Linked DNA regions of Macaca mulatta: region 1 is linked to region 2. Evidence: chromatin contacts called from public Hi-C data. All regions are on one chromosome and are shown on one strand. The core of a region is the stretch at or near the end of the contact, and the rest is flanking DNA. Distances in the headings are between cores, read along the strand shown.

What was found. A called contact is a pair of places that touch in the nucleus more often than the background predicts.
Region 1: a Hi-C map of fetal cortex germinal zone shows a contact between it and region 2, with 2.4 times the contacts expected there. The contact joins the promoter of MEIG1 here to the promoter of SUV39H2 in region 2. A contact is called at or near these places in 3 of 14 Hi-C or Micro-C datasets (CD4 T cells, fetal cortex germinal zone and liver).

Annotation. Positions count from the first base shown.
Region 1 is chr9:16,507,997-16,511,518 of T2T-MMU8v2.0, reverse strand. MEIG1 (meiosis/spermiogenesis associated 1) reads right to left here and starts at 1,667. Exons shown (of 3, transcript XM_015146528.3): 1 at 1,531-1,667. DCLRE1C (DNA cross-link repair 1C) reads left to right here and starts at 1,824. Exons shown (of 14, transcript NM_001204350.1): 1 at 1,824-1,932. The coding sequence starts at 1,824.
Region 2 is chr9:16,433,189-16,436,544 of T2T-MMU8v2.0, reverse strand. It overlaps SUV39H2 (SUV39H2 histone lysine methyltransferase), which reads right to left and starts at 2,102. Exons shown (of 7, transcript XM_077945816.1): 1 at 2,049-2,102.

The DNA of each region.
Region 1 (3,522 bases), core at 418-2,917, 75 kb before region 2:
GTGATTATGTTGTATATACCTTTCCATGTCACCCCTCCTCCCCCTCCTCAAGATTTCATGGGAATCCGTTTTTGAATAGAACTCTGAGTATCATGACTACAGGAACAAACTGACATTAAGGATGTCATTCTGTTTTGTTTTTTGAGAGAGAGTCTCTGTTGCCCAGGCTGGAGTGCACTGCCGTGATCTAGCCTTACTGCAAACTCCGCCTCCCAGGTTCAAGTGATTATCCTGCCTTGGCCTCCCGAGTAGCTGGAATTACAGACATGTGCCACCATGCCTGGCCGATTTTTTTTCTTTTTAGTAGAGATGGGGTTTCACCATGTTGTCCAGGCTGGTCTTGAACTACTGACTTTGGTGATCTGCCCACCTCAGCTTTCCAAAGTGCTGGGATTACAGGCATGAGCCACTGTGCTGGGCTGGAATGGCATTCTGATTCCTGACTTCCCTGATCAGAAATCTTTGTTCCTGGATTTATTCTCATGTTACTTTGCATCTCTGTGGAAGCATTTATTTGCCGTATTCTGCAAACATGTTGTCCCCAGATAGATTCAATGCTACCCGAAGGTTTGTCACCATGCTGTGCACAAAGCGGGACTTCAAGTGTTATGGAGGCCCGGAAGGCCGGGTACAGTGGCTGACGCCTGTAACCCAGCACTTTGGGAGGCCGACGTGAGCGGATCGCATGAGGCCAGGAACTCGAGACCGGCCTGGTCAACGTGGTGAAACGCTGTCTCTGCTAAAAATACAAAAATGAGCCAGGCGTGGTGGCGCATGCCTGTAGTCCCAGCTACTCTGGAGGCTGAGGCAGAAGAATCGCCTGAACCCAGGAAGCAGAGGTTGCAGTGAGCCGAGATGGCACCACTGCACTCCAGCCTGGGCGATAGAACTAGACCCCAACTCAATAAATACATAAAATAAAGTAAAAGTGTTCTGGGTTGTTTGTGTTTAATTATACTAAGGAGATTTGATAGGAAGGAGCATAATAAATGTCATGGTGATTATTTGGTGAATTTTAATACAGTACTTTAACAAACATTTTCATAAAGTTGCTTTGGTTGTTAAAAAATTTTAGACCTTTCCTCCCATCTTTTTTTTTTTTTTTTAATACATCATTCTAACTTCCTAAAAGTATAGCTCAAAAAGGTGGGGGACCAGGGCAGAGGCCAGCAGCGAAGACATTATTCGGATCTTATTTGCCCCAAGACCACACAGAGATGACTTCCTCAGTTTGTAGATTATAAAAACGGAAGAGGGAATCAATAGTTACTGAATCTACCATGAGTCAGTTACAAACTTTTTCATACAATCCTCAAGGTTATCCCACAAGGTTAGAAATTGGGAACAGAAAAGAGAGGGGAACTGAGTTCGGATTTCAGGCCAGCAGTAGACAAGCAGGAAGCGGAAGGAAGAATGATTTCTAAGCGCAGCTCCGCAGCCTACTCGCCTAGTCGGCTGGGGCTACCTGCGCTGGGAGTTTCGATTTCCCTTCCCGCGACTGCACCTGCACAGACACGGGCAACGCCTTACCAGAGCAACACCTGTGTTTCTTTGGCAGGAATAAGCCTTGCACTGGGCGGGGTCACGGCCCACCGCATGCTGCGTAGCGCGGGTGATTTAAAACCCGGCAGCCGGCGCCTGGGACCCGACCGGATGCTCCTTGGCGTCGCCCCGGGTCTCCGGACTCCTCTGATTGGACGTGGCTGCGTTCGGCCGCCCAATGGCGAGGCGGCGCGCGGCTTCCCGGAAGTGGCAGCGCGGTCTGGGCTGGCCTGGGTTTCAGCTGCAGTTTTGGGGTCTGGGACGTTGGGATCGGCGGCGATATGAGTTCCTTCGAGGGGCAGATGGCCGAGTATCCAACTATCTCCATAGACCGTTTCGACAGGGAGAACCTTAGGGCCCGCGCCTACTTCCTGTCCCACTGCCACAAGGGTGAGTGAGCGCTGCGCGTCGCCTGTTCCTGGGGCGCTGGGGGCTGGAGAGAGGACAGGAGGGGGCCGGTCCTGGAGCAAGGAGCTGCAGCCTGTGGGAGACCAGCGAGGGGGCGGCCAGCACACACCTTGTCCCAGTCGGGCTCTTCAGCCTCTCAGAGGCTTCATCTATTTTTGGATCTGGTCAACGAGGCGTAACGGCGCCTGCCAGTTGCGCCCCGGGCCGGCTTGGTCAAGCGCTGCTAGTAGGTTCTCTTGGTAGCTCTGCTGGTGGCCGATGGTCAGAGATTGGCGAGGGTTAGTTCTTCCCCCAGAGCCTCGCTACCGTGTATGAAGAAAACAAGTTTCAGATCCATTTGAGCACACCCTCAAACATTGGTCAGCAAGCGGGCTGACTCACACACACACACAACTGTGAAACAATCCGCCTGATAGCTCCACGAAGTGCAAACTCCCTGGCCTTTGGATGTTCTGTCCGCATCCACTACGAACGCTTCGTCCTGGGTTAGGAAGGAGGGATGTTTCCCTTCTAAATGGTATCAGGCAACCAGAAAAGCTACTATGATTTCACAGCTGGATCCTTTCACAGCTGGACCGATTTAGGGATTAAGGTTAGAGTGTCGCTGTTAATGATATAAGCTCGAGGCTAGATACGCCAGGCAGAGATTGGAGCTAATTTCCAGAGTTTAAATACGCTAATTTCACAACCATTGTTCATTTTCACTTCTGTTGCTCTAATAAGTGACTTACCAGTGAAAACAGTTTTAATACTTATTGTGCCAATTAGCTCAGCCATTAGTGTTAATTGGAGAAAATGATAAACGGAATCATTGGAGTTGCTGCCTTCTGCTGTGTGGCCTTGCAGAGTGCTGGAGCAGGAAGCTCCCACGACCCTGTGGAGTCGATCAGTGTAACAAACCTATCTACACATGCGCAGTGGGAAAGGGTTTTAAAGTAAATTACAGGTATCCAAGTACAGCCTTTCCTCACAGGGTTGGTGGGAAGGCCAGCTATATTGTCTTGGGTGTGGAATCAATCACTTGGACTATAAATTGTTGAAGTTACTGCTTCTGGGAAATGTCTCTGCTTTTTTTCCCACAAAGCCACTAGTGATTTCTGCTTAATGAGGAAAATCTGGACCTTTTCTCATGCGTTGCCATATTAGCATCATGCACCTCTTCGAGCGTCTCTTTCTTCTTCCTTTTTTTTTTTTGAGACAGGGTCTCCCTTTGTCGCCCAGGCTGGAGGACAGTGGCACATGCTCTCTGCTCAAGTAGCTGGAACTACTGGAGTGAGCCACCATGCCTGGCTAATGTTTGTATTTTTATTATTATTACTTTGAGATGGAGTCTCTGTCGCCAGGCTGGAGTGCAGTGGCGTCATCTCCGTTCACTGCAACCTCTGCCTCCTGGGTTCAAGTGATTCTTGTGCCTCAGCCTCCCAAGTAGCTGGAATTACAGGCACGCACCACGACACCCAGCTAATTTTTGTATTTTTAGTAGAGATGGCGTTTCACCATGTTGGCCTGGCTGGTCTCGAACTTCTGGCCTCAGGTAGATCCACCCACCTCAGCCTCCCAAAGTGTTATGAT
Region 2 (3,356 bases), core at 853-3,352:
GTTTTCTCTTTGAAATGTTGCATGAAGCTTTAATTCCACTTATTATTTTACCCATACTGCAATATATTATCACCAAGGTGAATAAACTCGAGTTATTAAAAAAATGGAGAGTATATTGATATTTTGTAATACTTATTGACTGTATTGTTTTTAAAGCCAAACTTTTAAAACGGTGTTCAATTTACATAAGCCATGTACTAAACTCAAAGAAAATTAGACATACTTATCATCAACCCTCCAGAAGCCAGAAACTAATTGTGTTCCAGAAGATTTGACCCTCAAATTTCTGTAAGTAGCATGTTACCACACTGAATTTAAAGTGTAAATTAACAAACACGTTTAGGAAAATGGAACAAACTTGGTGTTAGCGCTAGTGTCATGGTAAGCACTAGACAGGATCAAAAGTCCTCTGCCCTACCCATCGCTCAGCCACCGAGCTATGTGACTTTAGTGAGGTCTCAATCTGTCTGGCTGTCACATTCACTGGAAAAAAATGGAGAAAACTGGTGTTACCAAACAAAATCTATCAGTAAACTCAAGCTTTACTTGGTAGCTCTCCAAGGTAGTTGCGATCACCTTTTATGTTTTGAGGTAATTTCAGGAAAGGGAGAACACTTGTTAGCAGCAATAACTTTTCCTGCACCCTTTCCTCATCCTCCCCACCTCACACAGAGACTACTTCATTGTCAGAAACCCTTAAGCATAATTTCCACCATCTCACTGGCTGCAAACGACTCCATCCTAAAGCAGTAAAGAGAAAGGTATTTTCCTCCAGAAAACGTGGGGGAAGAGGCCGATTGCTTTGGAGTGGTCGTTTGGGGGTAGGACAGTGATAGGAGAGAAATGACCCCGTAAGTCCCTTCCATCTAAAAAAACTAGAGGACGTTTTGTGTTAAGCTGACCTCACTAAGGGGATCACGTATAAAGGTGGTTCCTCTTGAGTATCTACCCAAGGTGTGTTTGTGTGCTTTTCCTAAACATTTTTATCTAGTTGAGGATTCAAAACACAACCCGCAAAGGAAATGCTCTTCGAGAATTTAAAGGAAAAAAAAAAGTGAACATGAAAAACTGCAAACACGTGGTTAAAAAAAAGCAAAACGACAATCTCTCAAGTCTCCAGTAATGTAGAAAAATATTTCACTGACAAAATTAAATAGTTCATGACCACCACAAACACCTTCCGCTAGCTTAGTTCACAGTAACCCCTGACATTCTCCAAGGAAGAAAAACTCGGGGATAATGAGGTCATAATCCAAGTGGAGAGGAGGCGAGCTTGAAAACACCTTTACATTCCAGAACGCACGGAAAAGTTCCAGGCTCTCAAAGCGTGCGCGACACCAACACCCCCCGACGCCCACACCCACGCACGCTCGGTGCCCAATTCCCCAGCGTCCACAGAAATAACACCAAGCTCCCGGTGGGTGGAAGAGTTACCGTAAGCCAGAGGCTGCAACCTCAAATACCCACTTTCTGGGCGACTCTCCAACGAGGCACTCAACCTCCTAGCGTGTCCGCCTTGTGGGGGGGGGGTTCCTCGGTTATCCCCTTAGCACACAGGAGCCCCGATTTCCTCTCCCCCTCTGATATTAAGGTCATGTTCACGCCGGCGGGCGTCGCTTCCCGCCTCCCACTTCAAAGGCCCGGGCGCATGCCGCACGCCGCGCTCGAACCACCACAAAGGAGCCAGTCGCAGCCGGGCCCCCGGGACCTCCAGCCGGGGACCGCCGGGGAGCGGCCCCGACCCCCGAAGCCACCACGGGAGACGCCAAGGGGGCCGGGCCGAGCGGGCGGAGAGGCCACGCTCCGCAGCCGAAGCGCCCCAGGCTCGCGCAGTGCCCACCTCCGCGGCGGGAGCCGGCCGGGCAGGGAGGCGGGTCAGCGGCCTGGGGGAGGGTAGGCGCCCGCAGCGTGCGTCCCGGAGTCGGGGGCGCGGCGGCCGGGGAACCGCCACGTCGCCGTCTGGCTGGCCCGCGGGACGGCCCCGCCGCCCGGGCCTTGGGAGCTTGCCTGGGAACGGGGAGGGCGAGGGGGCCGCGCTCCAGCCTCACCTCCTCGCGCCTCGGCCCCGACCGCCGCCATCTTGTGGAGCTTTCATTCAAACTGGCGCGGTCTGACGGGATAGCTCAGCTGGCCCGACGCCCCGCCCCTGGCCGGCCCGCGCGGGACTTGGGGGCCGGGGCTTGTAGGGGGGATGGAACCCGCACGGCGTCCTGACGTCACTGGCGGCCGACCCCCCGCCGCGGCGGTCAGCGCGCCTGCGCCCCAAGGGTAGGCCCGGCCCCAAAAGCGAGGAGCCGAGCGGGGCGGAGCGAGCGCGCGCGCGTGCTTTGGGATGCTCTGCGGTGTCCGGCGCCCATACCCTGCGCCAGGCCCGTTTGGCGCATTCACTCGGGAGGACGTCGGCCAGGGACGGTGCCTTTCGGGTCCGGTTCCGCAGCCACCGCAGCTCGGCGGGCCATGGTTAGGCTCCCCCCGACCCCACTTCCCTAGAGCACCGGGCCTCGGAAGCGGCCGCACATGGGCACGGCTGGAGAGGTTCCGCTGGCTTGGTGCAGTCGCCGGGATTCCGACTGGTTGGTGTGGGGTGTGGCCTGTGCTGCCCAGCTCCCAGCTGATCCTAATGTGCGGCACAGCTGAAACCGCCAGTCTCCATCAGTGCTTCTCACACTTAAAAGGGGTTTACGAATCGTCGTGGGGGGGAGGTGCGGACTTGGAATTTTTTGAGAGATGGGGTCTCACTCTGTCACCAAGCTCAAGTGCAGTGGCGCGATTACGGCTCACTGCAGTCTCGACCTCCTGGGCTCAACTTTTAATGTAAATTGGGACTGGGTAGGTCTGTAAGGAGACCCGAGCCCCCCTCCCGTGTTGTTGACAAGCTCCTGAGCTCGGCCTGCTGACGGGTGGGGGCCGGGAGGAAGAGGACTTGTTGGTAAGGAGGCTGCAGGGCGACTCCGGGGGCCTCCCACCTGGTCTCCACCCCCTCCCCCCAGCCATTCTTGACGCCGCATCCATATGACTGTTTTAAACAACCTAAAGCAGAAATCTTAGAGCAAATAACGAAAACTGGCAGAAAGCCATTTGATGTCTACTAAGGACTTAAACGCAGACCATTAAAGGACTGGTTATTTGATTCCATTATGAAATACTGTCTAGCCGTCTTAAAAAGATGTTCATGAAGCTTTTAGTGTTAAGCAAAAACAAAACAAATCCCCCTGAAATATAGTTTTAACTAGGAAAAAAATGTATAGGAAAATAACGAAATACAGCCTTTCGAAGTGATTTTAACTTCTCGTTTTTACATATTTAATCATTTTCTACGATGAGCATCTCACTACCTTGATATAAGGAATAAAAGG